3 separate regions of the Sus scrofa genome follow, and regions 1 and 3 are each linked to region 2. A link is a contact called in public HiChIP or PLAC-seq and promoter capture Hi-C data. All regions are on one chromosome and are shown on one strand. Each heading gives the region's core, a stretch centred on a gene start, on an enhancer-like site or on the middle of the called end of the contact. The rest is flanking DNA. Distances are from core to core; before and after follow the strand shown.

Region 1 (3,442 bases), core at 839-3,338, 170 kb after region 2:
CATTTCTTTTGCATCAGCCCTTGCTACACAGAAAGATGAGGGTACTTAATAAATGCTATTCCCTTTACTTCATTTCCTTTCCGAGTGGTCACGATAATTCAGGTGTTTGGGTTTTTTAGGGAACATTTTACCCATAAAGTCTCAATTTGAAAGTAAAATATGTGTTCTAAGATGCGCCTTCTTAGCACTCTAAAACTGCAAGTTTAAATAAAACACATTAATAGGTAACTCACTCTCGAGTCCTCAATATACTTAACGTTTGAAGAGCCCTTCCTTCTTTCGCTCCTTTAACTTGAACATATCTTTTATTTTAGCTGTTATAATTGTAGCTCCCTTAACACATTCTGATGTGTAGTTATTGGAAATAATGCCAAACTATGTAGTCAAAGAAATGAGGCAAGTAAAAATCAGGCATAAAATAAAAAGAATCTTTGAAAACCAAGAAGTTATGGTAATTAGGTCTCAGACCATGGCTTTTCCTTAAATGGAATTTGTCTAAGGGGCTACATCTTCTCTATCACCATTTCCTTAAATATCCACCCCAAATGGAGCAAGCATGAGTTGGAAAACAGACTAAACGTAACCATCAAAACTTGTTCTAATATCATGGATTGGTGGTAATTTCTGAAGGTGATTTCCCCCAATTCTTCACTCTTTTTGCACGTGATAAAATCAGTAAGAAGCAATAACAGGAAAATACAGTTTAAAAACGGTCAAAGGGTTTAGGATGCGCTAAGTCCTGGTAGTTTCTAAGTATATCAGCCACCGCTGAATGCTGAGCTCTAACTGTTAAACACTACAAGAGACCCGAGGTTGCCCGCAAGTGCAATTCTTTCTGATATACATATGAGAATATTCTTTCACCGAGAGCGTCTCGAAATGAGTTTCATGTAAGAAGAAAAGGGGACTGACTAGTGAATGAGGAAAGAAAGGAAGAAGCCATCAGCTGACATGCAGCAGCTCCCTTACCCCGTTTTTCCCCCCTCCCCAAAAGCTGCAGGAAATAGAAAGCTACGGAATGTACCTTCCAGGCCAGAAGCAAAACATTGAGGATGGCCAGCAAAGGGCAGGGGCCATTCTCATTCTGGGTGATGATGGGTGTGTTCTCCTCCTTCCACTGGATCCACTTGATGTGATAGACAGACTGTCCCGGGAAGCGTTCCTTGGAGGCCGCCAGCACCTGAGCCGCCTCCCCCTCCTCCTCCTCCTCCTCCTCCTCCTCCTCCTCCTCCTCCTCCCGGCACAGAGGCACAGCCCCCGGCAACACCGCCGCGCCCTCCTCCTCCTCGGGGACCCTGTTCTCAGCTCCTTCCTCACTATTAAACTCGGAGCTACTGGGAAAAGAATGCAGGTTAGAGAACGATTCCAGGGAGTCCAGGCTCGGCGATTCCCCAGGAGGACTCGGGTCGCTGCAACTGCTGCTGAGGCCGCCGCCGCTGCTGGGCTCCTCGAAGCCCGCGGCCGTCGACCCTGCCCCGCAGGTGCCTGCGGGATCCCGGCGGGCGCCCGCGTCTCCGGCCGGACCCAACCCATGGCCGGCTCCGGCCTCGGCAATCTCTGGGGAGGCGGTCACCTTGTGCTGCCCTCTCAGAGGCGCCTTCTGAGCAGCACGACTCTCCAAATCGCTCTCCTTCAAGTCCACACTTGGGAGGGAGCTGCAGGGTACAAGGACCGGAGGAGAGCCGGAGGGAGAAACCGAGTCCGAGAGGCTCCTCCCGGCGGCCGCCGCCCCCTGCCCATTCCCGCCGCTGCTCTCCGCCGCCCATACTCCAGGACCATCCCCAGCGGAAAGCCTGGTGTCCTGTCGCCCTTCCTGTGGAGAACCTGTCTCTGGCACTGGCCCGGTGGCCACCCCATGTTCTACCGGCTGCAGGCTTTCGGGGCCGCTCTCCATACCCAGCTGCCCGCCCCTTGCTCTAAAGAAACCGCGGTGGGTTCTCCTCAGACAGCGCCACGGACGCCATGACAGCGGCACTGGCAGCTACAGCGCCCTTGCGCGGCCTCGGCCAAGCACGTCACGGGGGAGGGCACCGGGAGCGCGCGAACGCGCGCGCCGCTCTGTTTGCCTGCCCTGAACAGGCCTGCGCGTGCCCGCGTGCCGCGGGGTGAGGGTGTACCTTGCCGCGGCCTCCCACGCGGCCCCGCCTCGCGCGCGCGCTCCCGGGCTCGCACTAGGAAGGCGGGGCGTGGAGGGCGTGGCCAGGGGAAAAACATCCTCTCATTTTGTGGCCGGAAGTTGAACTCCGGGGCAGCTAGACCGCGCGCGGCTTCTTTAAAGGCGAGCGGGGAGGCGGACTGTTCGGGTGTGACCCTTGGGAGCCGGGTCGTGTGTGGTTCAGCCTTGGGATCAAGGATGGCAGTGGTTGTAGAACTTGGAAAACAGCTCGTCCCTGAAGGGCTCAGCAGATTTGTTTCCTCAGTGTGTAATTTGGAAAATTGAAGGAATTTCTTACGAGATGCAGATTTTAAAAGGCCGGGATCCACTTGAGGCGTTTGGATGCCTACACTGCACAAATTCCAGTCTCCCTTGGTTCTGGCTGAGAAATGCTGTGCTCTTCACCAGCTACTGGTGAAAACGTTCTCCCTACAGGAGGCATCAGTGCGGTTGTGGATATTGGCCTGCTCAGAGAAAAAAAAAAAAAAAAAAGTGGGTAATGTGGGCCAATCATAATAAATTAGCTTGTGTTTGCATTAGCCAAGTCCTTGCGGTTTTGTTAACTTGGCCTCATTTTGCATGGAGTGGGAAAGTGCCTGTTCCTGAAAAAGTGATTTTGCTATTGAGAATCAACTCCTCTAAAGGCCATTCAGTTTTCAGAAAGGGTAGACAGAGTAGGCTGCAGGTTTTGTTAGTGACAAATAAAAGGGGATTTGAATCCTACTCTGACCTGCTCCCACAAAGGTTTTTGTGTGTGTGTGTCTGGGGTTTTTGTTTTTTGGGTTTTTTTTTTTTTTGTCTTTCAACATTTTCTAAGTTCTGGGGATCCAAAAATTGACAAGACAGGTCTTCCTTCTTAGTCGGATATATAAATTCTTGATCCCTAATATAATGTGGTCTTCTTGTATCTCTTGGTTAGACAAAATTACTTAGTGTTTCAGTCATTCATTTAACACGTCTCCCTCCCCAATACATTGCTGGATACATTGTTGGGCACTGGGGATGCCATGATGAATAAGAGAAAGGGCTCCTAGCTTCTTGAGGTTTACTGCCTAGTGGTCTTATTACGACATTTTAAATATTTGGGAATTACCGTTTTCTGATAATGCAGAAGATGGAGCTCCTTCCACATGATATAATATTTATCCAATTCCTGTCAAAGGGGAAATTTTGAAAAATAATAGAAAGCTTCTTCAGAATATTGAATTTAGGAGTTTTGTGGGTTTTTTTTTTTTTTTTTTTTTGGTCTCCAGGTCAATCTGTAAGCAATAAGTATTCTTGTCCAAA
Region 2 (3,204 bases), core at 656-3,155:
TATCTGAGGGGATCCTGGAACAAATCCCTCATTGATACCAAATGGTATCTCCACTGCTTTGCTGAAGAATCCAGAGCAGTAATTTTGTGCAATATTCCACATTCAGATTTGTCTGATTGTTTTCTCATGACGATTTAGAGTCATCTTGGCAATTTGGCTTCAAAATGGATGCTCTAGTGCATAAGATCATAAGGTACAGATCTCCATTTTAAGATAAATCCATTATTAGATTTTTTAAAAACAGAACTTCATTCATTTAACATATAACATTAGGTTTTGGTTAATGTAATCCCTTTTTATAAGTGTCCACAGACGGTCAAAGTAGGGTGGCTGAGTGGAAAAGGCACCAGTGTGCAAATTAAGGTGCAGTGCCAATTTGGCCAGTAATTAGTTGCAGTTTCTAGGTAAAAATCTTAGTGTTCATCTATGAGAGAGAGAGAGGATTAAGTCAGAAGATTCTAAAGATCCTTTGAATTCTAAAATTTTATAACTGTGAATCAACTTATAATAAAGACAGAAGTGGATATATATATATATATTTGTCTTTTTGCTATTTCTTGGGCCACTCCCGCGGCATATGGAGGTTCCTAGGCTAGGGGTCGAATCAGAGCTGCAGCCACCGGCCTACGCCAGAGCCACAGCAACGCGGGATCCGAGCCGCGTCTGCAACCTACACCACAGCTCACTGCAACGCTGGATCGTTAACCCACTGAGCAAGGCCAGGGATTGAACCCGTAACCTCATGGTTCCTAGTCGGATTCGTTAACCACTGCGCCACGACGGGAACTCCCAGAGGTGGATTTAGAATCAGGAGACTGGATTTGAGCACATGCCAGCTATGTGAACATGGACAAGCCATTGTACCTCTCTAAGCCTTGCAGAGATTTACTTCACAGGGTTTGGAAGGATGAGGGGGTTATTGTATGGCAAAGTACATTATAAAGAACTACCCAAACGTCAGGTATTATTTTACAATACCCAGTTTTTCTTTTTTTTTTTGTTCTAATTAATTAATGAGAAAAGGCAACCTAAAGCGACATAAAACTCATCTATTTCAATTTTAAAACCAGGAAATTTCCAGTAAGAATTAAGTGTGTGTCATACTTTGTTTTTGGCATTTATAGAATAATTTTATTCCATAATTGCTTATGCTTTGATGATTAATAATACCGGCTAAAGTTACTCACTTGTACAGGCCAGTCCCGCATAAGGTGGTCATTGTTCTTGGAGTCCCAAATTTTGAGGGGATCAAACAGTGAGGACAGTAAATGAGAACGGTAACAGGCACCTATAAACTAAACTCCTTATTCAGTAATCAATTTTGTGTTGAGACATCCGGACCCCCCGGAGAGGATGATAAACTGGCCAGTTCAGAAGGGAAGTTGTCCTGCTTTTCCAGTGAGATGGGCAGTCCTAGAATAAACGAAGATTTCCTGGGCAGAGGCACGTTTTCCCCGAGACAGCTTGGGCGGCTTATCACACAGGCAAGCCCTTTATATTCTTATAACCCTTTATGCTCTTTATATTAACCGCCCTAGGGTTTCTTTCCGGCCTTTGAATGGAACTTGGGGAAACTAGTTCGTTCGTGCACAGAGGCCACATTTTTTTTGATTATTCAGCAGAACCGATAAAGTATTTCCCTGAAGAGGTTCACGGAGCGCACACGCCTCTTACTCTGTGTTGAGTAACGCGCGAACTATGTATGCCGAGAGTGCCTAGCACACTGCTGTTGCTCAAGACTAGAGACGTTGCCAAAACATGGCTAACGAAGCAGCGCGGAACCATGGAGGTATGGAAGTTGGTGCGGTTGGACGCGCCCGACCTCCCCAGCCCACGCATGAAGTCGCACCGCCCAGGTGGCAAGACCGGCTCCGCGGCGCGCGCGGGGCGCCGTCCCCTGCGCAAGTGCGCACGCGCGCCCGTCATCCGGGTGCTGATCGCTGCTGCAGGTTGCGCCCGGGTGGCGAATAGGGGGCGGGGCCAGCGGCTCATTGTGCGCAGCGCTGCGCGGCGCCGGCTGCCGGCGAGGCCTGGGTCGAAGTTGGAGCTGCTGCCGCCGCCCTGCAGCCCACTGGCTGCCTCGGCCGCGCGCTGCTCTTCTAAAATGGCTGCCGCCACCGGTGCTGTGGCAGCCTCGGCTGCCTCCGGTCAGGCAGAAGGTAAAAAGATCACCGATCTGCGGGTCATCGATCTCAAGTCCGAGCTGAAGCGGCGGAACTTGGATATCACCGGAGTCAAGACTGTGCTCGTCTCCCGACTCAAGCAGGTGAGGCCCGGCGAGGGCCGGGAAGGCGAGCTTAGGCCGCGCCTCGGAGCCCCCACTTCCGCCGCAGCTCCCGGCCACCCGCAGCCGCCGGGACCCGAGGGGTGGCACGGTGGGGAGGCCCCAGGCGGCGCCCGCGCGCGCGGGGAGAGCTAGGACCCTCCCGCGGCGCCCCCGCCCCCGCCTCCGTGCGCCGGGCCTGGCCTGCCCTGGGCCAGCGAGCAGCCCGGGACCGGCCGCCGCAGCCGAGCGCACCCTTGCTTCCCCAGGGACGTCCTCGCCAGGCTGGCAGGACTGCAGCCGGCCGGCGCGGCCTCCCAAGGGCGACCGTGGAGATCCGGGAGGCACTCGGTCCCCAGCCTTTAGCGATGGTGAGCGCGTGCATTTCTTGGCCTCATAGGGACTGGTTACTTTGGTGACTTCTGCGAAGTTACCGTTTAATTGTGCCCAACCGTTTCCTCCCCATATTGGAGGGGAATTGATAGTGGGAGTTGATGGGTGGGTAAGAGAAAGGATTTGTTTTCCGCTGGGTTTTCTGTTTATGCATTAGCGCAATAATCTGCTTTTTCATCCCGGATAATCTTTCTGGTTTGAGTGAGTGTTGAAACTGTAGTAGAGGAGAAATAAGTTTGTATTATAGAAATTAGGAAAGCTCTTTTTAGTTCTTTGCTTTCGTAGCTAGCAACTTTTCTGCAATCGAGAATATTTAGACTTTTGTTCAGTATGATAATATGTGATAGTTAATTTTTTCGACTGGGTAAAATATAAAGCTCCATGTGATTTTGATACCTAATGATATTTCCTCCTGAAAGTGTCTCTCGTGTAGTTAAATTGCTCCTTTTTGAAGTTGCTTTATGAAATGACTGGCAATTCTGACGTCTTGAGGCTTGAGGTTTGCTATTTTTTCATTTCGTTTTTATAAAATAAGTTTAGATAGATTG
Region 3 (3,112 bases), core at 144-2,643, 200 kb after region 2:
GGAAAAGAATATAAAAAGAATGTAAATATATATGTATACTGAGTCACTTTGCTGTACAGCAGAAATTGGCACATTGTAAATCAACTATACTTTAGCAAAAAAAAATTAAAAGAAAAAGAAGCTGGAGTTCCCATCGTGGCGCAGTGGTTAACGAATCCGACGAGGAACCATGAGGTTGCGGGTTCGGTCCCTGCCCTTGCTCCATGGGTTAATGATCCTGCGTTGCCGTGAGCTGCGGTGTAGGTTGCAGACGCGGCTCGGATCCCGCGTTGCTGTGGCTCTGGTGTAGGCCCGTGGCTATAGCTCCGATTTGACCCCTAGCCTGGGAATCTCCATATGCCGCAGGAGCGGCCCAAGAAATAGCAAAAAAAAGACAATCAATCAATCAATCAATCAATTTAAAAAAGAAAAAGAAAAAGAAGCTGGAGTGAAGGAAATTTGAGAGTTCTCTTCCGAGATGGAACCGAGTGAAAAAGAGGATATTTGTTGGGGGGTTGGAGCGGCAGTACCCCCGTGGTTTAGGCTGCGGGCTTTTAGAATGCTTAAGGCCTGGTCTGAGACACAAATTTGTGAAGAGTTTAGAGAAATATGGCTTAGGCTCTGTGTTTTCCGCTGTTTGAAGATCGTTACATTTAGGTTCTGCTCATTGGTGGCTGTCGCCAATATAATTACCGCTTGTTGGGACTTTGCTTTTGTTTACTTGGTAGACGTCGCGCACCCTAAGAAGCAGAAAGAAGTAACCAAAATTTCCATTCCCTGTGAAGTTAGTAAGTGGAAAGCGGCCACTCAACATCCCTCACGCTCACTTTTAACCCAAGGGACAGCCCTCAGCAGCACTAAAATAAAATCCTCTGTGGTCTGCAGAGTTGCGCTCCGGTGCGGGGGCGGGGCCCCAGGAAACCCCGCCTCCCAAGCCCAATCCCAGCTCTCCGCCGGCGGACAGGAAGCGGCGGCAGGCCTAGCAGCCCGGGAACTGGCCCCGGCACGCATGCGCGCGTCCCTGGGGTGCCTGGGGGAGGGGAAGGGGCGGGCTGAAGGGGTGCGGCTCTGCCTGCCGGTTGGGCGCCCGTGGGTCACGTGGCAAGGAAGGAGGCGGAGGTCCCGGGCTCGGGGGAGGGAGGTAGAGAAGAGGGAAGGAGCGAGGGAAGGAAAGCGGGGAAGGGAGGAAGGAAACGAACGAAGGGGAGGGAGGTCCCTGTTTTGGAGGTGCTGGGAGCTTTGCCGGCCCCTGAAGTGGGGCGAGAGGGAGGTGCTTCGCCGTTCTCCTGCCGGGGGAGGTCCCGGCTTCTCTTGGAGGCTCTGGACCAAGCCTCTTCAGCTTCTCCCTCCGGATCGATGTGCTGCTGTTAACCCGTGAGGAGACGGCGGCAGCAGCCAGCAGCGGCAGCGGAAGATGGTGTTGCTGAGAGTGTTAATTCTGCTCCTCTCCTGGGCAGCGGGGCTGGGAGGTAAGGCGCGATACCAAGCGCCGGGGGCGCCGTGAGCACGGCGTACCGCGCGGCGGCAGCGGCGGCCGGGCCGAGCGGAGCCCGGTCGCGCGGCGCGGTGGGCGCGTCAGTCAGCCTCGCCGGCCGGCGGCGCCACTCCGGCGCGCAGCGCTCCCCGCTCCCTATTGTCCCCTGCGCCCCAGCCGCCTTCCCTTCTCTGGCGGGCCGAGGAGGCTCCTAGCCTCCGACGAGGCCTTCCCCACCCCTACCGCCCCAGCAGCAGGGGAGGCTCGGGTCGCCTGCCAGAGAAGCAAAGTCGGGTCGCCAGGCGAGAGCAGTGGAGCTCAGGCCGGTGGCACTATCTCTCCAGCCTGCTCACCAGACGCCGGGGCGGGCAGCTGCCTCCGGGCCGGCGGTCTTTGCCAGCCTTGTCCGGCGCTCACCCTCTTCACCCGTCCGCCCCCGGCCCCTGCCGGGTGGCAAATTCCGGAGTCCACTCCGCTGCGGAGAACCGCTGCGCAGGCTCGTGTGAAGTTGCGATATTTATTGTTGTTTACCCGGCGCGGCGATCCACACCGACCCGGTTCTGCAGAGGGGCCTCCAGTGGAGGGGTAGCAGTGGTCTGCTGCTTGTCTGACCTGGGAGGTTACCGCTCTCCATAGTTCGCCGCCGCTGCTCCGTTGTTTGGAGAGAGATAGCAGGAGGGTGTGCTTCTCTTCTGTGAAAACATTCCGTTGCCCTGGAGAAAGGGTTTGGTGGCGAGAAAGATAAGTCGTTAGTTACGGGCTGTTCATTGATCTGTAGGCTGGATTGGGTCTTTTACAGGGACAGTGCCTGGGTGACCCAACTTGAAGAGTTTTTTTAAACTGTCAGGTGGAGTAGACATATTGTGTAGTTAGGGGATTGTCAAAACAGTTGCAACTCTCCACCCCCCAAATTAGAGTTAAAATTGCTGAAAGCGCTAATTTCTTGATCACTCGGTTTTGAAGGCAGTATTTATTTCCAGCGTATCCCAGGACCAACTGTATCATTTTTGTTGTTGTGTAAAGTGTTTTATTTTAGGTTAACTTTTTGACTTGCGCATAATAAAGACCTCAAAGTATGTTTAAAAGCATTGGATTGAAAATTTTTCTGGAATGCTTTGCATGAGTAAAGACTAATTTGATAATTTAGGAAATAGCGGAATGTTTCATGTAGTGGATTGTTTTTGTTTCTTTGACTTTGACTTAAGACGTTAGAGCCAAGTATGTTCTTATCCTGCTTTTGTCTTAGTCTGAGGGTGATACTTTGTAGATGGACTAATGTAGTTTGTAGAGTTCATTTTCTAGAGAAACATTTAGATTAGGAGCGTCTAATAGATGTTTAGTTTGAAGTAGCTATGCTGGAGACCCTCTGCAAGGGCCTTTTCTTTTACATTTGTAGTTATGTTCTAGATATGGCTTCAAACCACTTTTCTGTTTTTGTTAGGATTTCCATGAGGTAGTAAAAAGTCAGGCAAACCACGTGAGGCAGTTTAAACTACTGATGAGTAGTAGTATATAAAACATCTTTTGTTTTTAAAGAGTGAAACGGTAAGAATTGAAACTGGTGTATTCTGATGGTTGAAGAAAAAGCAAATTGAGGGCATAATCTTTGTAGGCTAAGACCTTTGTTAATAATTTTATAAATTCAGAACTCTTGGAGTC

What was found. Promoter capture Hi-C pulls out the DNA fragments that hold promoters and counts their contacts. HiChIP or PLAC-seq counts read pairs in DNA pulled down with a chosen protein or histone mark.
Region 1: an H3K27ac HiChIP or PLAC-seq map of alveolar macrophages shows a contact between it and region 2. The contact joins the promoter of MINDY2 here to the promoter of SLTM in region 2. A contact is called at or near these places in 2 of 5 promoter capture datasets (fetal liver and liver), 7 of 47 Hi-C or Micro-C datasets (embryonic fibroblasts, fetal liver, heart right ventricle and 2 more) and 2 of 2 datasets of contacts at active chromatin or transcription factors (alveolar macrophages and skeletal muscle).
Region 3: a contact with region 2 is called in a promoter capture Hi-C map of fetal liver, with 2.7 times the contacts expected there. The contact joins the promoter of ADAM10 here to the promoter of SLTM in region 2. A contact is called at or near these places in 2 of 5 promoter capture datasets (fetal liver and liver), 1 of 47 Hi-C or Micro-C datasets (heart right ventricle) and 2 of 2 datasets of contacts at active chromatin or transcription factors (alveolar macrophages and skeletal muscle).

Annotation. Positions count from the first base shown.
Region 1 is chr1:113,256,673-113,260,114 of Sscrofa11.1, forward strand. MINDY2 (ubiquitin carboxyl-terminal hydrolase MINDY-2) reads right to left here and starts at 2,089. Exons shown (of 9, transcript XM_021094542.1): 1 at 1,025-2,089. The coding sequence starts at 1,894.
Region 2 is chr1:113,083,190-113,086,393 of Sscrofa11.1, forward strand. It overlaps SLTM (SAFB-like transcription modulator), which reads left to right and starts at 1,906. Exons shown (of 21, transcript XM_021073623.1): 1 at 1,906-2,266. The coding sequence starts at 2,105.
Region 3 is chr1:113,288,087-113,291,198 of Sscrofa11.1, forward strand. ADAM10 (ADAM metallopeptidase domain 10) reads left to right here and starts at 1,394. Exons shown (of 16, transcript NM_001130531.1): 1 at 1,394-1,448. The coding sequence starts at 1,394.